Regions from separate parts of the Mus musculus genome. Here all the other regions are linked to region 5. A link is a contact called in public promoter capture Hi-C and targeted proximity ligation data. All regions are on one chromosome and are shown on one strand. The core of a region is the stretch at or near the end of the contact, and the rest is flanking DNA. Distances in the headings are between cores, read along the strand shown. Region 1 holds the start of Fbxo32 (F-box protein 32). Region 2 holds the start of Derl1 (Der1-like domain family, member 1). Region 3 holds the start of Tbc1d31 (TBC1 domain family, member 31). Region 4 holds the start of Zhx1 (zinc fingers and homeoboxes 1). Region 5 holds the start of Mtbp (Mdm2, transformed 3T3 cell double minute p53 binding protein). Region 6 holds the start of 9130401M01Rik (RIKEN cDNA 9130401M01 gene). Region 7 holds the start of Fam91a1 (family with sequence similarity 91, member A1).

The links. Promoter capture Hi-C pulls out the DNA fragments that hold promoters and counts their contacts.
Region 1: a contact with region 5 is called in a promoter capture Hi-C map of pre-B cells, with 4 times the contacts expected there. A contact is called at or near these places in 2 of 39 promoter capture datasets (hippocampal neurons and pre-B cells) and 1 of 130 datasets of targeted methods (astrocytes).
Region 2: a promoter capture Hi-C map of embryonic stem cells shows a contact between it and region 5, with 4 times the contacts expected there. A contact is called at or near these places in 4 of 39 promoter capture datasets (the 3T3-L1 cell line, embryonic stem cells, hippocampal neurons and 1 more), 6 of 130 datasets of targeted methods (astrocytes, embryonic forebrain, embryonic stem cells and 3 more) and 1 of 9 other capture datasets (liver).
Region 3: a contact with region 5 is called in a promoter capture Hi-C map of embryonic stem cells, with 4 times the contacts expected there. A contact is called at or near these places in 5 of 39 promoter capture datasets (the 3T3-L1 cell line, embryonic stem cells, hippocampal neurons and 2 more), 1 of 484 Hi-C or Micro-C datasets (B cells), 5 of 130 datasets of targeted methods (the SCID.adh cell line, astrocytes, embryonic stem cells and 2 more) and 1 of 9 other capture datasets (adipose tissue).
Region 4: a targeted proximity ligation map of astrocytes shows a contact between it and region 5, with 5 times the contacts expected there. A contact is called at or near these places in 5 of 39 promoter capture datasets (the 3T3-L1 cell line, the C10 cell line, embryonic stem cells and 2 more) and 2 of 130 datasets of targeted methods (astrocytes and large pre-B cells).
Region 6: a promoter capture Hi-C map of pre-B cells shows a contact between it and region 5. A contact is called at or near these places in 6 of 39 promoter capture datasets (the 3T3-L1 cell line, the C10 cell line, cranial neural crest and 3 more), 2 of 130 datasets of targeted methods (large pre-B cells and pro-B cells) and 1 of 9 other capture datasets (embryonic stem cells).
Region 7: a promoter capture Hi-C map of pre-B cells shows a contact between it and region 5. A contact is called at or near these places in 1 of 39 promoter capture datasets (pre-B cells), 1 of 484 Hi-C or Micro-C datasets (CD4 T cells) and 1 of 130 datasets of targeted methods (astrocytes).

What each region holds. Positions count from the first base shown.
Region 1 is chr15:58,212,927-58,216,795 of GRCm38.p6, reverse strand. Fbxo32 (F-box protein 32) reads left to right here and starts at 1,904. Exons shown (of 9, transcript NM_026346.3): 1 at 1,904-2,300. The coding sequence starts at 2,185.
Region 2 is chr15:57,890,031-57,893,993 of GRCm38.p6, reverse strand. It overlaps Derl1 (Der1-like domain family, member 1), which reads left to right and starts at 1,576. Exons shown (of 8, transcript NM_024207.4): 1 at 1,576-1,851. The coding sequence starts at 1,699.
Region 3 is chr15:57,910,334-57,914,484 of GRCm38.p6, reverse strand. Tbc1d31 (TBC1 domain family, member 31) reads right to left here and starts at 2,286. Exons shown (of 21, transcript NM_001081396.2): 1 at 2,094-2,286. The coding sequence starts at 2,170.
Region 4 is chr15:58,075,057-58,079,076 of GRCm38.p6, reverse strand. Zhx1 (zinc fingers and homeoboxes 1) reads left to right here and starts at 2,569. Exons shown (of 4, transcript NM_009572.4): 1 at 2,569-2,920.
Region 5 is chr15:55,555,286-55,559,343 of GRCm38.p6, reverse strand. It overlaps Mtbp (Mdm2, transformed 3T3 cell double minute p53 binding protein), which reads right to left and starts at 1,936. Exons shown (of 22, transcript NM_134092.3): 1 at 1,607-1,936; 2 at 763-843. The coding sequence starts at 1,724. It overlaps Mrpl13 (mitochondrial ribosomal protein L13), which reads left to right and starts at 2,032. Exons shown (of 7, transcript NM_026759.3): 1 at 2,032-2,086; 2 at 3,901-4,024. The coding sequence starts at 2,060.
Region 6 is chr15:58,032,479-58,036,712 of GRCm38.p6, reverse strand. 9130401M01Rik (RIKEN cDNA 9130401M01 gene) reads left to right here and starts at 2,419. Exons shown (of 6, transcript NM_029418.4): 1 at 2,419-2,629. The coding sequence starts at 2,513.
Region 7 is chr15:58,413,570-58,417,645 of GRCm38.p6, reverse strand. Fam91a1 (family with sequence similarity 91, member A1) reads right to left here and starts at 2,178. Exons shown (of 24, transcript NM_145959.3): 1 at 1,869-2,178. The coding sequence starts at 1,940.

The DNA.
Region 1 (3,869 bases), core at 655-3,154, 2.7 Mb before region 5:
CCGTAGGTCCAGATGAATGTGACTTCCCAGGTCTGACTAGTAATGATGGGAGGCCAGAAGTCACCCTAAAGCAGTAGTCACTTATTCACACAAGAATTGCCTATGGAGAGACTGGTGAGTTGATTTGGTAGAGAGATATCATAAGACCCAAAAATTAACCTGCAAGCCCCACCGGCCAAAGAACAAGGACTAGGTAATTCCTTAGAATGCTGGGAGTTGTAGTCCTTGGAAAATATCAAAGCCACCTGGGAAAATACAATGGCCTTCAAAGCCTCTGTAAAACATGTCTAGGGGCCGCCACGCTGGGAATTCCAGAGAGTGGTCCTGACCAAAATTTATCCTGGTCAGTATTTAATTAAAGCTTGCTTCAAATTTGCCTCAACGTGGTAGAATTGCCCACCCCCTCCCCGTGCAAATCACGATTAACAGTGTCTCCATGGACACAGTGCTTGATGAACAGTCTTGAGGACCTGAGCTCAGACCCCCAGCACCCATGCAAACAAACAAACAAACCAACCCATTAAAGCACCTATATCTTTATCCTGGTGCTGGGAGACAAAATCCAAAGAATCAGAGGTTCATCGGCCTGCCAGTACAGACAATAGAGAGCTCCAGGCTCAGTGAGTCTGACCCAAAGATAAATAGGGACAAACGTGAGCAAGGAAGACACCTGACATTGACCTCTGCCCACCGCGGGCACACAAATGCACACTCTCTCAGAGGATGGAGGAAGATGGGATGGTTATGAATGGCCAATTCTGTGCCTGGTGGTAAGGCACTGGGCTGAGATGTCTCTAGACTAAAAGGGAGTTATGTTCTGCATAACAGGGAGGATCGCTCTGAGTTGAGAAGTAGCATAAGACCCTAGGTAATCACGGACTTAACCCTCTCTGAGGACCCCACAGCCTTTCACCTGAAAAACAGACTGGCCACCCCCTCGTGTTAGGAGAGATAAGCTCTTAACAGACTCTCTTCCCTTTCTGAAGCGGCCGTGAAACCCAGGAGGACTTTATAGCTAGAAATCAGAGAACACCAGGAATTGAACTCTGCGTAAAGGAAGAGAAAGAAGGGTTCCTGTGGTTCCACAGCCAAAAAAGCCCAACCCTGGGGCACTGGAGCAGCGAGTGTAGCCTGAGACTCCTTCCTGACTCCACGACCCTGGAGGCTTTGTTCTGAGCCAGGCGCCTCGACGCCAGCGCTGCTTGCCCAGAGTCCCTCAGAGTGGGACCCAAGACTGTCTCAGCTCTTCACTTCAACGCCATGGGGTCCGGACGCTGCGGGGGCCTCTTCTTTCCCCTTCCTTTGCCACTGGGGTAGTCGAGCTTGACAGCAAACGCATCAAATGACAGCTTTAAGGCGGAAGGAGTGGGGGTAGTCCCTCCCCGCCCCTACCGCACTGGGTCCCCTCTTTCACTTAGCACACCCTGGCGCCTGGAGTCGGTACTGGCAGTAAGAGAGGTTCAAAGAATGCACCCCTACCCGTCCCCAGACGTTCTGGCCTCCCCCAAGGCTGATCTGCCTGCAAAGATCGGTCCCGCAGCTTCCAGACCCTCTGGGACTGACAGTTCCCAACTCTCTAGGCTTCCTTGCTACACCCTGCTTGTCCGGGACCCGTAGAGGGGACCTAGTGCCGAGTGCAAGACCAGGATCTTGGTGGCGACAGCTACGCCTGATGGGGGAGTAGGGGAGGTGCAGAGGTGCCAGGGCACCGAGGGTCAGCGGGACATCTGGCCTGGCCATGCGGCTTCAAGTTTCCACGGACGCAAGGTTGTGCAACTGCGAGCAGAGCGAGAGCCGCGGGCGCCTCGGAAAACAAGGCGAGCCTATAAACAAAGCCACGTGGCCTCGGGGCGCGGGGGGGGGGGGGCGGGCTAAGAGCAGGCGGCTCTTCCGGCAACAAAGAGACGGGGCAGCGGCCCGGGATAAATACTGCGCTCGGGCAGCCGCTCAGCATTCCCAGAGTCAGGAGGCGACCTTCCCCAACGCCTGCGCCCCTGTGAGTGCAAGGATCCCCGCGCCCACCCAGGATCCGCAGCCCTCCACACTAGTTGACCCACTCTTGTCCCGGTCGCCGCCTGCGTCGTTCCCCAGCATCTTCCCAACGCGCCGCATACCCTGGGCAAGCCAGGCCGGTTCCTGGCTGTCAATCCGTCCCGTCCGTCGGTCGCGTCCGCGCTCTGTACCATGCCGTTCCTTGGGCAGGACTGGCGGTCCCCGGGCCAGAGCTGGGTGAAGACGGCGGACGGCTGGAAGCGCTTCTTGGATGAGAAAAGCGGCAGCTTCGTGAGCGACCTCAGCAGGTGAGGACATTCGCCGACTTCCAGCCCCACAAAACTGATTTTAGCTGGTCGGGGACGAGGGGGAAGTGCACACCTCAGGGGCAGGTGAAGGAGGGCAAGCAGGTCTGGGCCAGAATAAAGAGGGGGCTTCCGACTGAAGGGACAGGAGTGAGGTGCCGGGATTTCGGTAAAGGTCGCCAGAACCCGAGAGATGGGTAATTTAGTGTCTCCTCCTGATCAAGGACAGTGTCTCCCAGCAGAAAAGATCCCATACAGAACCCAGGATCCCTCAATCTGGCAATAGGGGATTATGTCCCTAAACACTTGAACACAGGCGCACAACTCATGGACTCTTCCTTTAGATCCCGCAATTGCAGTCACTGTTTTAAGTGGGTGCTAGCGACTTGGCTGTTTGCCTTTCACTGTCCTATGACAGGACCCCAAGAGTACAAGAGCGGTAGTAGTCACAAGCCGGATGACGGGCCCTGCCATGAGTGCTTGAAGGCTCTTCCCACGCGCAGTCGACGGCTGAGTGGGCCGAGAAAAAAAAAAAGTGACTGGGAGGGGCAGCCGATGGGCCCCGGGACAGCTTGCGGAGTGGGTCGTTGTGGTAACGCTTAGGGGCTGCGGAGGGAGGCAGGGAAGAAATGCAAGAACAGTGCTCTGCTTCAGGAAGGACCAGACACTTGCACCTGTTTCCTCCGTGGCCCTTTCGGTCTTTATACCGTGAGCACACTCCCATCCTTAGTGGTGCCTGCCCGCTGCAGAAAGACCACCCAGACTTGAAGTTTCACCTGAGCTCCGCTGTCTAGTGAAATCTGAGGTCAGAACAAGTGCCCACTCATAGAGTATCAGGTCAAGAATCAATCCCCAGCCTGGACAGCTGACTCCCTGAGACACCTGAGGAACCGACAGAAGTTTGTTTGGAGGCGCTGGTGCAGTTGAAGTCACCTTTCGGTGCTCTCTCCTCCCACTGTCCTTTGATTAACACACACACACACACACACACACACACACACACAACCTGCATCCCTAAGCTGACTTCAACAGAGACTTTTGTGAGTGTGCCAGGTGACGCTGAGTGAGATTTGCCAATGGTTGCTTGAATAAAGGTTTGGTAATTAATTATCAAGAAACCAGTGGGACCTCCAGGGCCTCCCATTTGTTTGTGATTTGTAATGCTTGAATTCCCTTTGTCTCCTAATGAGGTGAAACAGTTCCCTGAACTTAGGGCCTTCCAGGAGAATCAAATATATTAGCCTTGTGTTAGGTCCTTTTTTTTTTTTTGCAAGTCCCAGGGGAGTTTAGAACACTCTAAAGAACTCTTACTCACAGAAAATCAGATAAATTACCAACCATTGTCACCTGACTGTTTCCCAGCGAATGAAGTTAACGGTTATACCTAATACTTTTTCCTCAACTAAGTGAGAAGGGGGTGCACCAGAAGCGTTCTCCTCCTTGGAACCATCCATCTTCGGAGCCTGAATCTAACATCCCAGCTCTTTGTTTCTGTATAAAAAGCTTAGCTTCTTTCCAGGATGACGCAGCAGGGGTCCAGCCCACTGCATTATCTTGACTTCCCCTAGTAAA
Region 2 (3,963 bases), core at 327-2,826, 2.3 Mb before region 5:
CAGCCTCCTCCTCCTCCTCCTCCTCCTCCTCCTCCTCCTCTTCTTCTTCTTCTTCTTCTTCTTCTTCTTCTTCTTCTTCTTCTTCTTTCCTTCTGCTTTTTTGACAGAATCTTGCTATGCAGTTTGGGATGTCCTGAAACTCTTGCTCTCAAGCTTTCTGAGTGTGGGGTTGCCTGTTCCCCCACATCTACCTTGGACTCCTTCCTAGGCTTTTATGTGGATGTCTCATTTTGAGGTGCATTCCCATGTGAGCCATCTCTACCGTCCAGTTACCAGGTCCTTCTAAAGGCAAGGACCCCAAAGAGAGATGAAGTGACTTTCACAACATTAGGTACTGCTAAGAAGTGGTTTGTCACAGTATAAACGCCAGTGTTTCTAGAGTGTTTGAAATAATGGAGCACTGGAAAGTATGTGGAAATGCACATGGACCTCGTCTTTGCCTGGAGGATGTGAGTCACGTGGGCCACTTGGACCTAAGATTTTCAATTCCTTTACAACGTTAAATAATTTTTTTTTCCAGAGCCCAAATTTCACATTTTTTAAGTTTGAGGAATTTTTTTTTCCCGATCTGAGAACACCGAGTCTGTTTCTTTTCTTATTGTCCAGACCTGATGGTAATTATGTTACACCTCAGCTCTGTGTTTACAACGCACTGCCTCTTCCAGTTTGGCCGACAGTTCCTCTCCCTCCACCATCCAATAATGATGATTTTGGATTTTGTTTAGAGAAATGGGTCCAGGGTTCTTTGGTGAGCAATCTCTTTGATTGCAGTAAGTTCAGATACTTAGTTTACTACAGGTCAGTTTACACCTATGTTCTTTACGGAAAGTTTTACTGATCCTAAACCATATTTTCAAAAAAACAAAACCAAACCAAAACAACAACAACAAAAACCAGCAACTGAATAAAAGTTCTAGTGAAATCGGTATCTTTCCACCATTTGTTTAAAACAACCATCTTCATTTCTAATTTAAAGCCCCCCAATGAACCAGATCATGTCCAATTATAAATGCGGTCTCAAATGCGTCTCAAGATTTCCCAGTCCTCCGCTGCCACTCTAGCCCCCCCATCATCCTAATCTTTTCCCGTATCCTCTGAAATTCTTCTTCATAACTCATTTGCTTTTCTGTCTACCCTGAGACTGCAAAGTTCAGGTACCGCTACCGTGCTCACAGCCGCAGCTGCATCCCCAGTGTCTAAAAATTTGCCTGAAGCTGTGACTAAATGAGGAACTATATGCGCTATCTCTTCCTTTCCCTTTAAATAAATACTCTTCAAGAGGCACTACTCCGATTACAACTCCGGGGAGAACTAGGGCATGTAGCTTCCCCATTGGTTTGCAAGACTGGCCGTTGCTCTGGGTAACCACTGTTTCCTACTAGCCTTGCCGTCGTCGCCCCGCCTCTCCTGCTTGGCCCCACCCCAGGACGTCGAGTCCCGGTACTGAGCTGCAAAAACGGCACTGGCCCTTTAAGCCGCCGGGACACTTCTGGTCACGTGGACCGCGGCCACCGGAAGGGGAAGTTTCTCTTGTGATCGCTGCCTAGCTTGTCCGAATTCGGTGGCGCCACGTCCGTCGGTCTCCGCCTCCTGCACAGCGGCTGCGCCTCCACTTTCCCTGGCCAAGCCGGCCGCGGAGCGCGGGGTGGGCACGGGAGGACGCGCGGCGCTGCGCAGCCGGTCACCTGACGGGCGACCATGTCGGACATCGGGGACTGGTTCAGGAGCATCCCGGCCATCACGCGCTACTGGTTTGCTGCCACCGTTGCTGTCCCCTTGATCGGCAAGCTCGGCATCATCAGCCCGGCCTACTTCTTCCTCTGGCCCGAAGCCTTCCTCTATCGCTTCCAGGTAGTAGCTGGCGTAGGGCGGTGGAGACTACAGCCCCCAGGTGTCCCCGCGGCTACGGAACGGGTTCGCCGGGCTGCGGGGCGCGCTGGGGCTGGTGGGATCTGTAGTGCGTCCGCCTCCAGGGGTTTAAGGCTGGGGTCCTTTGGGTCCCGGGAGGTCCTGGGGTCGAGTGTTAAGGCTTAGATAATTTAGAGTCGCGGACTGGCCTGCTAGGACGTGACTCACAATACCTGTCTGGCAAGATTGTACTTCCCGCCTTCCGCACTCTGAAGTGAGAGGTAAGTTGCCATTCTGTTGGCAAATTGGGCCCACCTACCTGAATGTCTTCCTCCCTCCTTCTATCTATGTCGTGGGTGGCGATGCCATCTTAATCAGTGGTGTCTACTTGACATAATTCTGCGTGGGTTGTTAGCGTGTTTACAGTTTCTCTCTCCTCCCTAAAGCAGTGGTGTAAAGGCAGATATTAATAAGAATTAATTTATCTGTATTTCCTACGGGCCCTATCCGATCACCTGGCATATAGCCGTTAAATGTTACCAGTGAATGAATAAACTACTCAGGAAACGGGAGATACTAATTTTCTTAAGCATTAAGGATATTAGTCAAGATTATCATTCTAAGCCAAAGAATGTTAGTTTCCTAGAGGTTATTTTTATTGATTCTGTGATATAAAAATTTAATCAGGGGACGCTCAGATTATATTAGATCTGGATTTCCACACATTCCTTAGCCTTCTCTTTCTACTTTCCACTGGATGTTATTTTCTCGTCTCCTTTGCTGATTTCTCATTTTCCTCACCCAGATGTTGGGATATGCTCTTGGAGTCCGTTATAGGATCCTCTGTAGTCCATCCCTTGGACTTAGATCTTTATCATACAAGGGGCATAAACACATGAATGGGAGACTGTCGGATATGTGAGTATCTTTATTGTAGTGGTGGAAATCACCACCTGGTGACCAGTAGACATATAATCAAATCTCCCTTTCATCTTTGCAAATAGCAACTGTGTTTGCTAGGGGGGTTTAGCAGTCATAGAGACATCCCTGAGTTCTTTTTTTGGGTTTCCTGTTTAGTGCTGGGACTCAAACCCAGAGCATAGCACGTGCTAGCTGAGTGCTCTGCCATCGAGATGCACATCTTGTATGGCCTCTTGACTTCTTTTCCCCACCCCAGAATCTGTCAGCTTAGACAGCTGATTCTGCCTCAGCTGTCTATTCGGAATCCAGGCCTTTCTCCATCGAAAGCTGTTAGCATGCCGGCTTTGCTCTTTCTGTTCTTGCTGAGCAGCCGGGGCAATCGTGTGAGAACAGAAATCATGTCCTGTCAGTCTCCTGAGACTCCTCCCATATCTGTGAACTGGGATGGGTAAAGTCCGTGCCAGGGCTTGCTGTTGCAGTACCTAAGTTGACCCCAGGACCTTTGCACATGTTATTTCTCTCCCTGAAAAAGGTAGTCATGGCTCATTCACTTTCATGTGTGTCTTTCAGGTCTCTGCCCAAATGCCATTTTCCCTTGTAGGCCTTCTCTGATTGCTGTCCATCAGAGTGTTCCTCCTTCACTGTTCCCTTCCCTTCCCTTTTTCTTGCGACATGCCACCTGCTGGTATTTGCTAGTTCACTTCCCATTGAGAACCTAGATGAGTGCTGGGCACATAGCATCTGCTTGTGTATTGCCTGAGTTCGTGGACATTCTGGGAGCTTGCTATGTGCTGGGCCCTTGTCTACAACGGCAAATAGGACAGAGGTTCCTGATCCTATGAGAAAAACAGAGGGAGGCATACTGCTAAGGACATCGTTCAAGGTACCAGTGTTTCCGAAAAATCTAAGAGAACACTTGAAAATGTCTTTGAGTCTGGCTTTTGGACCCAGTCTTTCAGAAAGAACTAATAGTAAACTGGGAAACTAGGCAAAAAATGGGAATAGAAAGAACACCGGGTACCAAGTAGAGAGCCAAGTGAAGTGGGAAGCCTGGTAGATGAAGACAGGGCGTTACCCTGGGGTCTGTGCTGTAAAGCACAGGTGAGTCGTAGAGGGCCTTGTAGTTCAAGGTAAGAGGCTAACAGTCTAAGTTTCTGTAGCACTAAGGATCAAGCCTCGGGCACTGCACATGCC
Region 3 (4,151 bases), core at 1,037-3,536, 2.4 Mb before region 5:
CCTCCTTCCTTTATTTCAAGAATAGTATTTAATCATGAAAATTTTATCTTTTGCGTATGAATCTTTTAAAAATGATTTATCTTTTGACTGAGCAGTCTGTGCACTGTGCCAGGCCTGGTGCCTGCAGATGCTAGGAAAGGGTCTTAGATTCCCCCTGAGACTTGAATTATAGGAGGTTGGGAGGTACCAAGTGGATACTGGAAATGAAGCTTGGATCTTCTGTAAGACCAGCCAATGCATTTAAGCTCTGAGCCATTTCCCTAGTTCCTTATATGTTGAGTTCTGATATTCCAAATTAAGATCTCATTTTCAAAACTTACAGAAAGATGCTACATGCTACATTGATAAGTGGGTTAAACATTTTCCTCTTGGGCTCACTGGTAAAGCACTTGCCTAAGATATACAAAGCCCTAGGTTGAATCTTCAGCAGTGGAAAAAATTATTTTTCTTCCTGTTTGTCTAAACATAGAGCTTTTTAAACAGATTGATCAGGGATATAGAAAAAAAATCTTACGCTGTTCATCTTTATGGAGTTTCATGGTGTTGAAAGACAAAAATTAATCTTTGCATCGTGGCCCACATCTGGAACCCCAGTGACGGGGCGTTGGAAACATAGACAGTTCCCTGGAGCTAAAGAGATGAGCACTAAGTTCAGTCAGAGTCTATGTCTCAAAAACTAAGGTGAAGAGCACTTAAGGAAGATGCCGATGCTAATCTCTGGGCTTTACAAGCATACCTGCATATACACACATCAACACATACATACATACATACATACATACACATACACATGCACACACACATACACATGCACATGCACACACACACACACACATACATACACACATCAACACACACATGCATACACACACACATATATACATACATACACACATCAACACACACACACACACGTTTTTTATTCTCCTGATATAACTGTCATCCTGGAGGCTTACTGCCTTTTGTTTCTTAACCTAGGCCTAGTCCCCAAAGCTTCTAGCCTCCGGACAACCTAATCTAAACCTAGAATGTTCTCAACCTCTGAGACTTACTGCTGAGTAAGCTCACCCTTTTTAGTTCTTTCTGAGCTCTGCTGGCTGGTTCAACTTAGCTGTCCTGGCTCAAAACTGCTTTCCGAGCTGAAAGGAAAACGCCGAAGAATCTCCACTATTGACAAGATTGTTTATTCAATAGGTCAACGGGTGAATAGCACTGATAAAGGGTGGACAGCCACCAGAAACCACAGTGGCTGGCTGGCTAGTCAAATAAGTGGCTGATCCACTTATAACTGCTTTCAGCTTACAAAAACACTTAGTCTGATTTCTAGGGAAGCAACTAAAAGATAAATAGAAAAGTCTCTTGAGAAACAAACCTCGAGGTATGAACCCAAGTGATACTATGCAGTCCACGCAAACGTAGGTAATCAGAAACACCAAGATCGCTTAGGCAGGCACCATGGGAACCAAAACAAATGGGGGAGGGGGCAAAGACTCCCACTGACGTCACACAAGAGGCTGCGTGTTAAACCCGCTACTCCAAACAGAATAAAAGGAAGCACAGGCGGGTAAAAGTCCCCGCACCAATGACAGGCCCTGCAACACTCACTGCAGAACTTAAGTTTGTTCCAGCGTTGTTCCATAGTGAAAAGCGTGCTTGGCCCACACTAGGCTCTCAACATTACAGGTGTGCAATGTAATGAATGACTTAAGGATGGAGAGCATCGGCTTTTGGAAAGGTAGATGTGCATTGCTTTCTTTGCTCCCATCACCTCCTGGAGTTTTTTTTCCCCCCAACTGGAATAGACATTAATAAATCAAAGCAGGTGGAGTCCTGGCACTCAGCTGAACTGCAAATTCTTTTGCACAAGTCGTAGAGCCTTCTCCTGCCTGCCTCTCACCGTGACCAGGGACCAGATTCTGGGACAACTGCAATCTACGGTTTCCGGAGCTACTTGCTCCTCCTGAGGTCCCAACCCAGGGATGCAGCGCACGGCCAGAGTCAGAATCCCCGGGCCAGCATTCCTCCTCCACGCTTCCCACTTCAGTCTCCCGCAGACCCGCCCCCTCGTCGGTCTCCACAGCCCGCGGCCTCACCCGTCGTGAGTGGCTGGCGATGGCTTGCGGTGCCATATCTTGCCGCTCTCCTTGTTGCCCAGGTCAGTGCTCTGCATGTCGAACCCCGACCCCTACCCCGACTCCGATCCGCGGCTGACCCGGTGAGGGTAACCGTCCCGAGAGCTACCCAGCAGTCCCCGCGCGCCCAACCCGGGAAATTCGAGCGGCCGCCGCGGGGTCTCCGCCCCCAAGGACTGTGCCAATCACGCGGGGGACGCCCCTTCTAGTTACAACCAATCAGGACGGGGATCCGCCCACCTCCGCTCTTGTGGTCCCTCCACTCTGGACAATGGAAACAACCAACGGCTTCTCTCTAGACTCCACCCCTTTTCTGAGGCTTCTAATTCTGCGACCCAAAGGCTTCAGGGAGTTGTAGTTTTCTGAAAACCAAGTCTGGGACTTCAATTCTCTGACACCTATAGGCTCAAACAGACACCAAAAGTGTTTTTCTCCTGAGAGCTTGCTGCCTCCTGCATTTCGTTCTCTATTGCGTTTAGAATAAGAGATTTATAGAAATAACAAAGATGCAAAAGACAAGTTCGTTGAGAAATGGAGGAGTTCCTTTCCTAGAACTTACAGGCACGGCAGAACTCCACAGACCTAAATGAATTCCGCTTTGTTTGGTTTGTTTTTGTTTATTTTTTGCCATACTCATCACGCTTTAATTGCGTAAATTTACAAGATGCTCCCACATTATGGTTTGCAACCCACTCCTCATAATCTAGAAAAGTAAAAAAACGTCAAGAACCAGCTGCACTGGCATCGGAAATCTTTTTCACTTAGCAAAATTCACTCAGTGTTTCTTTAGTGCTTACTACGTGTGGCTGTCCCGCGTGCTTAACAGGCCAACGCACTTAATTCACAGAGAAGCAATTTAGATAATACTTTTAACTCCACTTCAGTGATGTATGAAGTTGCAAGTCGATTTCTAATGAAATCGGTCCACGTTTGGCGTATAAAACAGAAATAATGCCAGGTAGTAGTGGCACACGTCTTCAATCCCAGTACTTGGGAGGCAGAAGCAGGCAGATCTTATGAGGTCAGGCTAGCCTGGTCTACAGAACTAGTTCCAGGATTGCCAGAGTTACACAAAGAAACCCTGTTTCGAAAAACCAAAAACCAAATGAAAAGACCAGAAATGTATTCTCTCAACATTCCGTGTCAACAGAGTCTGGCAACAAAGATTTTCTTCTTTGTCTGGGATAGCCACCTTTTGTTTGTTGCAAATATCTCTTTACTTTTCTCATATATGAAAATAAATGAAAAATCTTAAAGTAAAAATTAAATGAGGTTTTCAAAAGAGAGTGTAAATATTTTTAAGGGAACACGACTTGAGTTCACCACACTGCTAGGAAAGGACCTTTCTCTCCTGATCGGTTTTGAGCTGTAGTCATCTGATGTGTGTATGACTCCTGAGACTTAAGGTGTGTATCCAGACATAGTCAGGCTCTGCCAAAGACTTATCCGATGTGTATGTATGTCTTTCCTTCTTGTTGTTAATGAGGCATGTAATGGTACTTGGTTTATTTATTTATTTATTTGTAATGACACTTGTAACATAGCCTCTGCCCTTTGTCAGCTTCAGTAAGCTTCTTACAACTGCTCCCTCATTAACATAGATCAGCCGCACTTCTGACCCACACCTGCTTCTGTCTCCTGTTCCCTTTGGGGCACTCATGCAAGGCTATTTGAGTCGGTATCTCACAAGGTTCTCTCTAAGTCTCAGAGCTTGACTTGCCATTTACTATGGACAGTTACAGTTGGATTTAGGGTTCACAAGAATAGTCCAGAATGATATTCTTAGATGAAACTCAACTTAAAAAAAAAGATTTATTTATTATTATATGTAAGTACACTGTAGCTGTCTTTTAGACACACCAGAAGAGGGCATCAGATCTCATTACGGATGGTTATGAGCCACCTTGTGGTTGTTGGGATTTGAACTCGGGACTTTTGGAAGAGTAGTTAGTGCTCTTAGCTGCTGAGCCATCTCACCAGCCGGAAACTCCTTAACTTACATCTTCAAAGATTGGTGCA
Region 4 (4,020 bases), core at 1,320-3,819, 2.5 Mb before region 5:
GCTGGAAGTCTGTTCCTCAGACCAGGCTGGCGTTTACCACTTTTTATTCCAAGGGCTTCATTTTCTCCCAACACTCTCTTCAGTGTTCCAAAGGTGGGGTGGGCTCTGAAGAGCAAAAGCGCTGTGCTTTTTAGAACCCTACTGAACGACTTCTCATCTCTAACAGGGCTGAAGTCTTGTCATGCTCGTCTGGGGATGACAAGCCGCCAAGTTTGTGCATAAAAACTCTAGGCTTCTCACTGTGCCAATCCGCGGTTAAAACTCACTTCTGGAGCTGCGCAGCTGTTAAAATCAGTCATATTTACAATTTTTATAAATGAGTTTATTTTAATAGAAACAAGTTACCCTGTAAGCGTGGTCTCTAAACAGATTTATGTGGGCTGGCACAATCTGCTATGGGAAACATATATGCATATTGCTTAAGTCTGCAACGTTCTCTCTCTCTCTCTCTCTCTCTCTCTCTCTCTCTCTCTCTCTCTCTCTCAAGTGCTGGTAACAGTCTTGCTTTGTGCAAGGATGCCAGATAATTGGCAGCACTTCAGCCAGGGATACTGTTCCCAGCACTGTGCTATTGAAATTGTTTTCCTGGACAGAAATGCCCTGTGGGAGTGACCTTAAATTGGGAGGCTTTGGGGAGTGAAACAGGCTGGCTGCTTTAGAGAGAGAGGGATAAGACTATAAACTAGTGCTAAAAAGGAGGAATAAGAAAAGGGAAACAGAGAGAGAGAGAGAGAGAGAGAGCTAGAAAGCGAAGTCCATATGCCTCAGCCACTTCAGATTCTCCTCAATTTTCACTTTGATGTATTCTATGAGCATGTGTTTTTGCCTAGCATCTAGTCTGTAAGATCCTGGAAGACAGAACAGAGCCTTCCGGATCCATGGCTTCCACATCTATGATTCAACCAACTGTGGATCAAAATGTTCAGGAAAAAAAAAATCATGCATCTCTGCTGAACGAGTCAACTTTTTTTCTTGTCTCGGTATGTTAAACAGTTACAGTACAGCAGCTCTTTGCCTGGTGTCTACATCATCCTAATAGAGATGAGGTAAATTCCATCGGGGCATGTGCACAGATTATATGCAAATTCCATACCAGTTTATTTAAGGGACTTGAACAACACTCTATTTGGGTATCATGGAGGGTTCCAGAACAATCCCTTTTAGATACCAACGGACAACAGGATGGCCTTACTCAGTTTTACATCTCCTTTAGTGTCCGGCACATGTGGTCCTCAAAAAGCAAATGGTTGAATGCATGAACAAAAGGTTGAATATCTGAATTTAAAATATTTTCTTTGTTCAGAGTTAAATCCTAAACTGGGATTCTCAGTGGACCTGGAACTGTCTTTGGGGTGAGCATAAACTGGTGTGTGTGTGTGTAACTTTTTGTCTTGTATTTTTCTTATGAGGGATACATAAATACATTGTGTATTTAAACACATTGTGTATTAAATACATTGTGGAGAATGCATTGTTTTATTTTACTGATGTTAGTACTGTATTATAAATACTTTCCATTAAACCACTTTCTATTAAAAACTACACTGATTTCTTAAATTCTTTGTATAAGTAGTTTGCATTCTGAATTTAGTTTCAAGGGGCTTGAGCGCTATTAATTTTTGTTTTAAGAATGGGCCGAGAGTGGGACAGGGTTGGGTTCCTCTGCTGGTGAGACCATTAAGCCTCAGCATACACAAGTTTTAGAATTTTAGGATGCAACTAAATATTGTGCACGTTGATATCAGCAGCCAGGTCTTCCCTTCATGTAAATGCAGAGTGCAAATTTTCGGGCTGGTGTGGCTTGGTGGAGCTCTGCTATCAAAACACAAAAGGGTCCATGACTGGAATGGGGGTGGGGACTAAACATCCAGGCGCCAAAGAGTTCTCTTACGTCCGTCCGGAGCGGCGAGTACAGGAGCGAACACTCGGAGTGGTTTCCTTTCGCCCTCGTTTGTTATATTCAATGGAACAATGACGAGAGGGCTGAAGGGCAGAGGTGGGGAAGACGCTGAGGTCCTCGGCTGGCCGCGCTGCGGGGCTGGTGCCCACTGCGGAGAGCTCGGCTTCAGTCAGTGGCTCTCCGGGGAAAGAGGGACGGCAGCAGGAAGCAGAGGCGGGAGGCTCCAAGTGGGGCCACACTTAACTTTTCCCGTCCAAAGCTGGAACTACGGGGCTCCTGCTGGACTCGGGCTAGGAAGAGGCGGAGCAGCGGCTGACAGGAGCGCGGGACTGTTGACAGCGGGTGGGGGCGCGGCTGGCATCCAGAGGGCGCTGCCAAGGAGGAGCCGAGAGTGACAGTGGGCGTGGCTTAGGGAGGGGCGGGGCCTTAGGACGCCGGCTCCGGGAGAGATGGGGTTGGTTTCGGAGGACCTAGGCAGTTTCAAGGGAAGAAAGCGACCGAGGTCGCGGGAGGCGGGGTCCGACTTCTGACGACCGCTGGCCGAGCAATCGCTTGAACGGGGCGGAGCCTCGCAGGCCCTGGAGGAGGAGCTTCTCGCGACGGGGCGTGGCTTCTAGTGACAGAGGCGTGGCCCCCTCCTGACAGGGGGCGTGACTCTCCCTGACAGAGGGCGGGGCGGCGCACACCTCCCGCAGCGCCCGGTTCTAGAGGAGCGGCCTGGGTCGCATCCCAGAGGAGCGGCGGAGTCCTCGAGTGGGGTGCCCGGCTCGTCCCCGCCTCGGCTGGCTCCTCCTCGCGGCCCTTGTGGGTTCAGGGAGCGGAGTCTCTCTCGCACCCTGGCCTGGCCTCTCGGCGCTTCTGCCGGGCTGCAGAGCTCCGTGGGGGGCCCCCTCGCGCGAGGGCCCTCCGAGTGGTTCCGGGGTTAGGGTTCACGGGTCAGAGTTGACTCCCTGAAAAGTGCAGTCGCTCTGAAATGCAAGATGGCGGCGGCGAGGCGCTGAGGCGAGGCGGCCCCTGCAGGTAGCTGCGCGAGCGGGCTGGGGACTGGGCCTCGCGGTTGCGGGTGGAACCCGAGCAGGAACTCGCGGCGGGTAGGGAAGCCGAGAGGCGCGGGCGCTGGCGCGACACGGGACGGGGCAGCAGCGGGACACAGACACCCCCCCCCTCTTCGGGACCCAGCCCACGGTGCTGGGGCACGCAAGATCGGACCCGGGGGGAACTGGGCCTGCCCCGCGGCGGGGCGGACGGAGTCGCAGCTCCCGGATTCTCTCGGGGGTTGTCAGAGCGAGGACGGAGCTCTGGGTGGAGGGTTTGGAGGGAAAGCCCCAGCGCCTTGGTTGGGAGAGCACTGAGTAACTTGGGGGCGCAGAGGGGATGGGGAGCCGGTCTCCCTGGGGGGAAGGACGTCTCTGGGACAGCGGACCCTAACTACCGTGCGGGTCCTGGGGAAGATCTCCAGCGTTGGGCCTCCGGAGGCGTGAGGCCACCTCGTGGGGACACGGCGCAGCCCCCCTCTGAAGAGTCAGCCAAGGATCTCCGGCTGGACTGTAGCGCACTGGCTTTGGGGTCGGAGCAACGGGAAACCTCAGCAGAGAAGACTCAGGAGTTGCATCCCCAAGAAGTATAGTGCGAAGTATATTTTGAGGAAGAGCAGGCTTTTAGGGGAGAAGTTCATTAAAGAGGGTGGAAACACACTTGTCTCTGCTTAGGTAGTGGAGCGGGAGTGCAGACTTGGGAGAGCGATGGACCAGAGGAAACTCCAAGCCTTGGGGCTTAAAGGGAATTGGCTAGGAGGGAATAAAAAGGACTGGGGTCTGATGGCAGGAAAGCCGAGCCCTGACTCATTTCTTGTGTATTTACACCGAAGTTCCAAGAGAGGGACTTAGAATTCTTTGTTTCGGTACTCCAAAGGTACCAGTAAGAAACGAACCAAACGGAAGAATAAGATTCTGTTTGCTATCCTTAGCTTACTCTGGGCAAAGCAATTGGAAAACTGAATGTAGAGAAGAAGCATAGATAAAGTAGGAATGCTCACAGTACTTTTCTGTCACTAACCCTTCTCTAAAAGACAAGACCAAAACAAACCAAGAAGAGATAAAATTTAGGAGGAAATTATGAGA
Region 5 (4,058 bases), core at 687-3,186:
AGGCTATTTTTTCCTGCCAACTATAGACACTTCCTTCAGCTTGTAGGATCTGATCTGTCTCCATATTCATATTTTCTGGGCCTTAAAGGATATTATCAGATGGAGAAGTAAAAGAGAAGAAAATTATCAAATACATTTACAAATAGATATATTTGTAAAGTACCAATAGAACTAAAAGTAGGGAAGATTTCTTGCCCCCCCCCCAAAAAAAAAAGTAGTGAGAACTTCAGAAAGTCAAAGCAGATGACTCAAAGCTGTTTTTGCTTTAAGAGAATCAGTAAAATAGACAGGAAAACAACACCCACATGTGGTAAAGAAGGCAGAGTGGGAGCTGTAACGGGTTGTCTTTACTCAAGACAAGAACCCTTCCACAAGCAGGGCAGTGGTGGCACATGCCTTTAATCCCAGCACTTGGGAAGACAGAAGCAGGCAGATCTCTGTGAGTTCAAGGCCAGGCCGGTCTACAGATAAAGAGTTCCAGGAGAGCAAGGGTTATATGGAAGCAAAACTCTCACAATGGGAACCCAGAATAACTTTTATAAAAACTTACAACATTCAAATATCAGGAAGGAATAGTAATGTAGTTGAGGTTTTCTTTAAGATACCCCCATAGCCCTGTGCCTCTCAAGTCAACAAGTCTTTCTTGTACTCCTAGGTTATCAAACTGACTGATTTCCAAAAAAATGCTGTGTCAGACTTTGGGGGTGGGGGGTGGTGGTGGATAGGAGAGGAATTTCATTACCATTACACTTCTGTACTTACCAGGGAATGTACTGTCATCTGGATGGATTGAATCGCTGATGCTTCTCTTCAAGAGGTGATAAATATTGGTTGCGGTCAAATCTATAAAAATAAAGACCTGACTCAGTCATCTAACTCAAGAGTTAACATAATCTAGGGCCTGTTTCCATTTCACTATCAGAGGATCTGAAGGCCAGTAAGTTGTAGACAGAATACATGTTGACCAAGTCTATTCAAGTGCTGACACCGCAGAGAAAACAGCCAAGTCTCCTCATTTGTATATGCTAATCAGTAACAAGAAATCAAAACTTCCTTCCAAAAGAAGTATATACGAACTATATACATTTCTTCCTAAAAATGTCTGCTTAATCAAAACAAGGAAAACGTAATATTGAGATTAGTCAAGTACGCCAAAAAAGCAATGCAGCTAAAATCTTTTAAAGCTGGTCATTTCTCTTTTTTTAGTGTGGAATGTTTCCTTCATAGAATGTAAAACTCAGATCTGCAGAACCTATCATTTCTTTCTGTGCTTTCTTCAAGGTGGTAGGAACGCCAAGGGACACTTCTTTCTGCAAGCATACCTTCCCTAAAAGCAAAAATTCGATGACTATGCCACCAGAAGATTCAACCAGGCAAATATTCAGTTCACCAAGCACTTGGGACACTGGCATCTAATACCCACAACTTTATATCTTTTCCATTGACATACTACTGCTCAGTTCTTATAGAAACTACTTCAGAGAGTTAGTTGCACGTTCCCGGGACCATTCGACCTATGCGCCTCCCTCCGGGATTTCATCAGAAACTCAAATCCTTCGCTTCCCCGCCGCCGGTCGTTCCCGCCTCTTCTCCGCCCAGAGCTTACCGGGCTGTTTGTCGGTGCTCTCCAGGGATGTCGCCTCAGTGCCAGGCTCGATCTCCCCACCCGCCACGGATCGAAACTTCCCTTCCCTCCAGGTGACCAGCAGCAAGTACCGATCCATCCTCTTCGCGCCCGGACTCAGTGTTAGGTCTCAAAAGAGCCGCGCGCAACGTGCACTTCCGGTTTCCTGCCGCTCAGGTTGGCTGCAAAATAATGTCCTACGTCGGTTTTCCCGCCAATTATTGTGGGAAATTATTCTCTCAGGAGCCACACTCTCTGCTCCTCTCATAACGAAACCGCTACCGGCGGGGACCCGAGTGTGGCGGGGAAGCAGATGAGCGCACGCGACGGCAGTAGGAACCTTCATGCTCGGGTGTCTGTGTTTCCCGCCGGACCCGTGGTGCTGGTTCCCCGGCGGGGCGGGTGCAAAGTAAAGGACGCCGCGGGTCGGAGAGCATGTCCAGCTTCTCTAGGGCGCCCCAGGTGAGTTTGCGCGTTTCGGGCAGGATAGTGTGCTCAGTACGCTGGCGAAAATGAAGAGCAGTGTTCACAGGGATTTAGTGCAGAAGCTGAGCTTTCAGGGAAGCTGACACCCGTACCCAAGAAATGCTTTAGGAGTCACTTACCAGAGGGTTGTGAGTCTGCCTACCACTTGATATCTTTGTTTTGGCTCCTTTCTCTCCTCAGTCTGCCCCTTTCGTGTCTTTTGTTCCTTGCGGAAAGAGAGCTAAAGTGAAATAATAGGTTGAATGACGTGGGGCAGTAAAAACCACTAAAAGATGTTTATTTTTGTTTAGTACAGTAGGGGAGGGGGAAGGGAAGGTGTGGAGCTGTAGCTGATGTAGCGTAGCATGCCTGGGTTCCATCCCCAACACCGCATAAACCTGGAATTATGGTGCACGCATGTTATCCTAGCACTTGGGAGGTGGAGGGAGAAAGATCCGAAGTTCAAGGCCAGCCTTCTCCGATACTTAGTGAGCTTGAAGTCAAGCCTGCGCTGCTTAAGACTGTTTATAAAGAATGAAGACCTGTTGTAGAGTTTTGACCTAGAAGTCTTAGGCATCAGAAGGATCAAGCAAGCACTCAAGCCGCCAGGTGGAAGATAAACTGTTCACAGATGGGAGATCTTTGAAGGGCTAAAGGGAGAATTCAGTTAGAATTCTATTTTAGTGTACCACACAAAATACTCATTTTACAAGTCAGGCTGAAACATTGGAGTTCTAAGAAGTCCACAATATATATTAAAGATTTGAATGTGGGTGTAAAGAGAAACAAGAATAACTTTTAAGAATTCTGGTTTGGGCAACCGGAAGGCTGACTCATAGGGAATACTGAAACTGAAGCAGATTCTAGATAGAAGAGAAAGAATTAGTTTCTGATATGTTAATCCAAGACAACTCCTAGCCTAACACTACTTGAAGTACATTTCCTTTAAATGTAGTTGTTACCTGTCTATAATCAGGTAAATAACAGATGTGAATATTTAAAACTTTGACAGCAAGTTGACATGTGGCAGTATTTCTATTATTTATCAAGCTTTTTTAAAGTATTAGTTCACATGGAATGTGGTAAACTTGTCTTTTGCGTATGCATAGGCTAGTTTAAAATTTAGGATAACTAATATGAAACCACAAGCTTATAAGTGTATTTTTCTAGCATATAATCCTTGTGTATATGCATATGAAAGTACCTGGACAAGATCTTTCTGGAATAGAGATAATTTCCTTAGTTTGGAGGCATTGAAGACAGTGATTTTATCAGATGACCTAAAGATGTCTTGGAAGACAGGCCTGTAATACCAGCTATTCTAGAGAATGAAGTGGGGATAGTTGTAATTTCAAGCCTTTGGCGGGTACAGGGTGAACTCGAGGCTAAGCTGAGTAACTTGGTGAGACTCTTGTCTCAAAAGCATGAAAGGGGTTAGTGATGGGTCTCAGTGGTAGAGTGCTTGCCTGGTTTCTCAGTTCTCACACACACATAGACATACTGAATCTAAGCTATACTGCTCTGATTGCATAGTTGTGTTTAGCTCTCCTAGAACTGAGTTCTTGAATAATCTTCAGTTGGCAGTTGGCCACTCAGCTTTCTGTGTAACATGCCTTACTATCTTAATGCCATAACAAGAAAAGACCTCAGAACTGGTAATGGAAACAAATTACACACCCACACAAACTAGTGATAGTCTGTTTTTCAAAGTAATTGCTGGCATTAGTTATAGAATACCCATAATAGTGTATAGTAATGGTTTTAATTGTTTCCATTTTAACTAGAATTTTCTTATTCTCTTTATTTCCTAGCAATGGGCCACTTTTGCTCGAATGTGGTATCTCTTAGATGGCAAAATGCAGCCCCCTGGCAAACTTGCGGTTATAGCATCCAACAAACTGCAAGGATTAAATAAACCAGTGTACCATCAGCTGAGTAAGTACTGCCTTAGATCCGTCATGGGCAGCCG
Region 6 (4,234 bases), core at 1,170-3,669, 2.5 Mb before region 5:
GCCCGGCTGTGAGGCCATGTTTTGCAACTCCGATTCCAAGCCCTGGCTCTTCAACTGTAGTAGGGGATTTTTAAAAGTCCTAATTCTAACTACAGTTTGGAATCTATTAGTCAGTGGTCTCTAGAGGCACAGAACTCATGGGTAGTCTCTATATAGTAAGGATTTGTTGATGACTTACAGTAGTCCAACTCCCAACAATGGTCAGCAGCAGCTGTGAATGGAAGTCCAAGGATCTAGCAGTTGCTCAGTCCCACAAGGCAAGCAGGTGAAGAAGAGAGTGAATCTTCCTTCTTCCATTGTCCTTATGTATGTCTCCAGCAGAAGGTGTAGCCCAGATTAAAGGTGTGTGCCACCACTTCTGGGATTCATAGCCACTATGCTTCAAGATCTCCCTGCCAAGATCCAGGTCAGAAACTTGTATCTCCCAGATTCCAGATTAGAATCACAGGTGAGCCTACCAATTCTGGATTGTAGTTCATTCCAGATACAGTCAAGCTGACAACCAGGAGTAGCCATTACAGTATCCATAAGGTTTCCCAGGGCCCTAATGGCTACATTCTCACTCTCAACTGGGATTCTATCATAGGAGGCAATGCTGGTAGACTCAAGCTGGGAGAAGCCTGCCTTGGCTGTTATATAAGATTTGGGGGGGCTGGAGAGATGGCTCGGTGGGTAAGAGCACCCGACTGCTCTTCTGAAGGCCAGGAGTTCAAATCCCAGCAACCACATGGTGGCTCACAACCATCCATAACGAGATCTGACTCTCTCTTCTGGGGTGTCTGAGGACAGCTACAGTGTACTTACATATAATAAATAAATAAATAAATCTTAAAAAAAAATTTGGGTTCACATTTTCAAATGAAAGGTAAACAATTACTAGTCAATAGACATAGCTTTCTTTTTGTAGACAAATCTGCCATGACTGTGGGAGTAGAGTAAGCAAGGAGGTTCTTTTAGCAAAAGGTTGGAAACTACTGAGCCCAGGAATCTTGAGTGCAAAGGGCAAAGAGCTATCACTTCCCCACGTGCAGCCCTTAAACAACTGCTGCCATTTTAGCACACGCTCTGGTTCAGTTGTTGGGCAGGAGGCTAGAGCTAGCAGGCCTGAGCAGGAGGGAAGACATTCTGAGATCAAATATCTTTCATAAAGAAAAAGCTGGAAGAACTCCTCCTTGCCCGCCTTTGCTCTGCTCTTCCTCCGCTCCTGGAGCAGAGATCTTGAATACACCCATGACACCCCTTTCACCTCTAAAGCTTTGTGTGCCTTATTTTAATCAATACCCATTTTATAGACTGGGTCACACAGCTAGCGAGCCAAGGCAACAGAGCCACACACACGTGGCTCTTGCAGTCCTTCAGTACTGTGCTGACACAGTTCTGGGCATAGACAGGGCATACTGGGATTAGGGCAAGTATAGCCCTTTTTAGGACATTATTTTTTTCCTGGTGATATTAGGAACTTTTCTTATAATTCTCTATAATATCTGAATTTTTCTTAATAAGAAGTATTGCATTTCTGATGAGAAAACAAAACAAAAACCCCAGGTATTAAAAAAGAACTTCTCTGGATGGATCCCACAGTAGCTACTGCCTGGAGGCTCCCTGCGTGGACTCTTCCAATGAGGCTATTGAATATGCACTGAGTTCCACATTTGGTGAGCCAAGGGCAGATGAATTTTGAAATCCGGGGAGGTGGTTTGGGTTGCCCTGTACGAGTCTGTAGAGTAGAAAATAGGGCTGAAGGAAAAACCCTGGAAGCAACTGGTGGAAGAGGAGCAAGTGTGAGGGCAAATAGAAAAGCTTTATTACTAGCTCCACATTAGTGCTCTATAACACAAGCCAGTGTTTTGTCCACGACCTTTACATTCTAGAGTCAAAACGTTTCTTGAAAGTCTCAAAATTCTGCTAGCCTTGATCCAAGTCTTTAAATTGTGATGTCTAGTTTTTTTAGTAAATGCGTGAAGAGTTCTGGTCTCTTCTTCAGAGACCCTGGGCTTTTGAACAAGTTACCTGACTTCTTCAAGCCCAGTATCTCCTTTTACAAGATAAGAATAACCGGGCTCTTCTCACAGTTATTGGGAAAGAAATTTTAGAAATAAAATGCAAAATAAAATGGGGAGAATACTGTCAGTGGTTTAAAGCTGATACTTACCAAGTTAACTGGCTCTCCAGAGACCACGACTATTCGAGGTACTCAGGAGGAACTCACTCTATCCAGCTCTAGACACAAAGAGGTCAAAACCTTTGTTGGGTGGTTTAGGAGGCCCTGGAGTCAGGCAAGAATTTCTGCTCCACCACGGAAATCCCCAGCCGCTGAAAGACTACCACTCCCAGAATGCAACGCTCCGGCCGACAACCCACCGCTTCCGTGTGGGCGGCGCGCCGGTGCCGCTCTACACTCTACCTTGCCTCGGCAGCCTTGGCGCGGCTGCTGTCGCGCGCTTTGGAGGCTGGGTGATGGGCGTCGCTCTAGGTGTCGCCTCGTTTCGAGGTCCAGTTGCACTTCCGCGCGATGGAGACCGGATGCTGGGTGCTGGGCGGCGAATTTGAGGACTCGGTGTTCGAGCAGAGGCCGGAGCGCCGGCCCGAGCCGCCCTCCCCCTACCGCGCCAAGCTCTGCGAGCCGCAGGTGAGACGGCTGCCCCTCTTGCCGCTCCGCTCTGGAGCCGGCCTGCGGCGAGGCCCACCACCGTCACTGTCCACCCGCCCTGCAACCAAGCACGGCGACTTCACTCTTGTACCCTCGGGTTGTCTGTCTCCGTCCCCCACCCTCAACCCACGTGTCCTGCAGGCGGGCCCGGGCTAGCATCACACGCCCCCTTCCTGCCTCCAGCCCCGCCCAGGTGCTCCGCCGTAGCATCCTTGCAGGCCTGCTGGCTGCCTAGAAGAATAAAATAGTTCCAAGCTAATTATGTTTCATCATTTCCTAGTAATGTATTGAGACTTGGATATGTTATTGTTGAGTTGGGATGGCTAGCTATGTGACTAAATGGTTGCAGAGTGCCGAACCTAACGGTGGCTCAAATACCTCGTCTCGAGTGACCCAGTGTTTAAAGAATAGAACAAAGTTTTTCTTACTGTGATGGCCCAGTAGAAGGAGAGGCACTAATTTAGCACGCTTATGATGAGCCTTGATACTCAGTGAAGTGTATTTCTCAGAATACAACCAAGCTATTACAATGTTAACTGTACTGAGTCAACAGAATTTAGAGACTTTCTTCAGCCTCAGCAGGTTTTATTGTAAAAGAGAATAGGAGATGCTTCTTTGGGGCTGGAAAATTGGGCATGCAGAATGCTTTTCATCCTTTTTTTTTAATTCTTTCTTGGTAGTTACATCTGGATCTCACCTTATGTCCAGTGGGTTTACATCAGAAGAGGTCGTCTTACAGATGTGTCCTCAGATCCTCCAAATCTTTGTCTGGGATGCACAGAAACCTGACTCCAGTTAAAATTTCCTGTGCTCTGTGTGCCTTTGTAGCATTTTTATAATAGGACCATCGCCATAATCACAGTTTCCTACGTCTTGTGCACAATTTTGTCAGTCCCTATTCACTCTCAATTGCTCTAAAAGAAAGCAGATAGCACTTTAAGAGTCACTGGACTGCACTTGGTGATGTCATTTCCAATAACTTCACTGTGGTTGAAACCGTGTGCTTTTATTTATTTTTTAAATCTGTCATTGACATGTATAGACATGTGATCATTACAACTTTTATTTTTTAAAACCACGTTCATTTATTTGTGTGTGGGTGAGAGAGCCATGGCACTGTGTGGCGGTCAGGGGACAAACTGCAGTTGTTGATTCTTTCCTTCCACCACATGGGGCCCATAGATCAAATCAGGTTGTCCGACCTAGTGACAAGTGCCTTTACCCGCCGAGGCATCTCACAGGCCGTCTTATCATTTTAATAAAAATTGGGCTGTCAGAGAGATGGCTCAGCAGGTAAAGTCACCTGCAGCCGAGTTTGATGAACTGTGTTCTATCACCAGAGCTGGAAGAGTAGAAGGAGAGAACCAACCAGCAGTTATGCTCTGACTTCCGTATGTGCTCAGTAGCGTGGATGGGCCCACATACGTATAACATGTATTAAAAATATTTTTTTTAAAATCTGGGCCATCATGAAGATTGTCATTGGTGGCTCAGTGAGTGACGTGTTTGGCGTCTAGCATGAGGATTCATGATTCCTAGCACTCACATAAACTGGGCGTGCCAACCAGCACAGGAAGGCGGAGA
Region 7 (4,076 bases), core at 929-3,428, 2.9 Mb before region 5:
AACAATGAATGCCTAATATTAGGAAATTACAGAAAAATCCCGAAAACATCCTTTCTTTACCATAAGGAAATCCCTATTCTTAATATAGCTGTGATTTTTATAGCATTTTAGGAGTCATCTCAAGCCAATGCCTCATTACTTCTGACAAACAGCTACTAAAACCAACAACGTACACAGATGCTTAGGGCACAAAACCTAACTCAGAATCTAAGCAGAAAAGGCAGCTTGGTGGGGTGACAGCTGTGATGTGTGTGAGGGGCGACAGCACAGGGACAACACAGCTGAGGGCTAGAACTTGGGGGTTTATAGACAGTGACAGACAGTAGAAAACTGGGCTTGCCTCAGTCCACACTACTGAGTAGTGTGGAGAGAATGAGAAGGTCCTGTGCTGAAGATAAGAAAGCAGACAGAAGGGTGATGTCATCTAAAGTAGACCTTAACTTCAGGACACCAGGGGAAGGCTGGAGAAGGTCTGCAGAAACAAAGGCCACACTTAGCCTGACTCAGAACTGGGCCTTTCAGTGGTTTCACACGCAGAAACTAATCAGTTTATATTTGAACTTAAGTTTTAGCACTGTCCTATGATTGTATTAATAACAATTAAGTTTGGGAAGGCTTTTGCCAATCCTAATAGAATCAATTATTTAAGTTGGGTATAAGCTATTTAAAAAGGAAATGAACTATTTACTCTAGTTGTCTTCAAATATGTCTCAGAACATATGTATCTAAAGAACAAAAACTATCTGCTAAACTCATTCAAATTTAAGAGGAACTTATTCCCAAAGATTTAGACTTGTTCCTTTTTTCAAGTTTCAGAAACTTGACATCTTTGACAACCTATAGACCTTTGCCCCTGAAACACACCTAGGGTTCTGGTGTCTTAGAAGTATTTTGTCACGTGATGTCCACCAGACCCTTAACTCGTTCTCTAGAACTAGGACTCAAAGTAAATCACAAGAATCATAAAAACATTACCACCACCATTCCATAATTCCAAAAGTATACCTGCTGCCCACCACCAAGAGAAACCAGAAATCAGAGGAACTTAGAAACGGTGGGCAGCGAACCCCTGCATTGCATGTAGTAAACATACTATACATGTAAGCACACACATCAAGGCCTTCGTAAAAGTTCAAACCACCTATCCGTTCTTTTCTTTCACCAGTCCATTTACTCTGTCTCTGACAGAAAAGACTCTCCGTGGAGGCAGGATCCTTAAACTATCTGCATGCTCAGTAAACACGACTGAGTAAAACTACCATTCATTGTAAGCATTCGATTAAAAAACAAAAACAAAACCCCTCGGGTCATGCTCCCGTTGATCCTTTATAAACTCAGGCTGTGTAAAGGACGAAGTCCGACAACACAAACCACACACGTACCCTTCCAAATCAGGCCTGACTGCTCTGTCAGCCTCGGCAGCTATCACCCTCACGCATCCAGCCAACATTTCCAAGTGGATCGGAACACGTCTCCGAACTCTGGTGATTGTTCACAGCTCCGGAGACGTACTCTTCCCTCTTCCCGGGGGTGGAGGGCCTTCGTTCCTCATCTTAGTAACTTTTAGTGGTCTTCCAGGGCCAACTTTAAATGCTTTCAGTTACACATGCAACTCCAAGCAGGCAACCTAACCCCCAGAAACGCTCCAGAGGAGGTACGTGTGATCTGTCGCTTTGCACTCCCTTCTCCCACCACTCTCAAGTTTGGGGGCCCGGGGACTTTATTAAAATAAAGATTGCAGGCCGAGGTACCAGGCGAGTCCGGGGGGACACCCGTCCAGCCTTCTTGGGAGACAGCGCACGCCCAGTTTCCCCGAGCCCCCCGACGGCCCGCAGGTCAGGCGACAGAGAAGCAGGGCGGAGCCATACCTGCTTCACGTTCGTTGGCAACTTGCTCCAAGGATAATTGTGCCGGATGTGGAACTCAACGTCGATGTTCATGATGCCGGAGCCCAGGCCCGCGGCGGCCGCGGCTGCCACGCCGCCTGCCGCCCGCGAGCGCCCGGCCTGTCAGCGGAGCCCGCACGTCTAGGCCGCACGAGCACGGCGCCGCCCCATGGCCAGGCCCCCACAGGTCCGCGCGGCGCCGGCCACGGGGCACGGACGGGAGCGCCAACTACGACCCGCGCCTCGGCAGCTCCAAGTTTCTTCCTAGTTTCGGCCTGCCGGAAATGGCTCTGTGCCGACGTCACTTCCGCTCACTGGCCTAGGTCCGAGCGTGGAGCTCCGCCCCCACCCCACCCCCCGCACGTGGTTGAACGGTGCGAGGAAGGCGGGACTCAGAGACCCTCCGAGCCCAGCCAGCCGCGCCTGCGCATTGGGGTGACAGAGGCTCCCTGGTCTGCACCTCTGGGTTTGTGTGACTCAGTTTCCCGAATGTGTGTCTCCAATGGCTCTGTCGGTTGTCTGAGCAAAAGCGCTTCTAATGAAAGAACCACTCTCGCCACCCTGCCGAACAAGAGAACACCGAGTATGCCTGGGCCCCCCCCACCCATTGGCCTAGAGTCGCTAGCGGCGTCATCCCTTCCAAGCATTCGCTGTATCCTGGGGATGGAGAACGTTGGACTCCTTCCAAGATCCAAATTCTTAAAATGTAGGGATTTGAGGTGCAGAAATGTTAACTTGCTTCGATCGCCTTTTTAAACGCAGAACTGGGATGGTTATCCCTACAGCTCTCCTGAGGTCTTTGGGAACGGTTTCTTCCAGAGTATATTTTATTTCCTAAGCAAACTCATTTAACTGCAAGACTTCAGTGGTTCTTTGTCTATTTTTTCATTTTAAAGCAATGTTTTTAAGTCATGTTTTGTTATACACTACTGATAAGAACTGAAAACATTAAAGACGCTTAATCCATACCTCAACAACTGGCCAGTCTGAGGCATGCCATTATATCTAATTATTTGAAACTATTATGGTACACACTGCTCTTACATAGGTGTATTGGTCTGGTTATCTGATCGCAGTAACTTCCTATCCTGCTGAGATCCTCCTCAACGTAGCTAAAATGTTCTGAACTCCAGTAATGCAACAGTATTCAAAAGTATGATCTGTCTACTATGTATCATTCCCTTGCCTCAACAGTCAGTGAAACATTGCCACAGCGACTAGGCCTATCAGAAGAAGAAAGTGAGGTTGGCAGGGCTACAAGAGCCCTCAGAATGGCAGAGCCCACTGGTTTTCACAATGTATTATTTTATGTATGAGTGTTTTGCCTGCATGTGTGTGTGTGTGTGTGTGTGTGTGTGTGTGTGTGTGCACCACCAGTGTGCCTTGTACCTTCAGAGGCCAGAAGAGAGCATCAGATATCAGGTGCCCAGAAGTTGGATTTCAGATTTTTTTTTGCTAAACAAAAGCAAGTGATTTTAGCTGCTGGGCCAACTGTCCAGGCCCAGCCCAAGGCTGTTTATTGGAACCATCCTGTGAATTCCTCAGGAACACCCTTCATAGAAATATTCTGTCTCCTGCTTTAGTTTAGGAAAGTTCATTTAGAGTTAGTGAAATAAATACCCCCTACATTTTTCATAATTCGCATGTGAACAAACAGTATTCTTCAGAATCGTTTTATCTAGTATAATGTAAGTAACAAAATTAAAGATATCTTCATTTTTAAATCCCTACAAATCTTTATTTCAACTGCTGAAAGCAGTTAACCGGGCATGAATCTATTCATCCTTTTTGTATTTTCAATAATAAATCTAATTTGAACTCAACAGAAGCTAGTAATGGTGAATAGATGCCTGCCAAATCAGTAAAGTACAGACCTTTGAGAAAAATCCCACCATGGTGAATTATAAAGGCTCTCAGTATGTAGCCCCCAAGAGCAGATTTTTAAAGGAGGAGATAACATTAGATCAAAGCTATGTGGACAGGAAGAAGACAGATAGCAATTCCTTCAGAGTGGGAACCTGTATCAGATTGATTTATAAAAATACAAGATGCTTGTGGAAGGACTGACCTGTCTCCATTTCCCTCAAGATGGCCAGGAAGCAAAGCGATTCTGGTCATCCCTCAACTAACCCACAAGGTGCAGGGCCTGCTGGGTGGAAACTCCAGGAACAAGATAGTTCCCTGGGCATC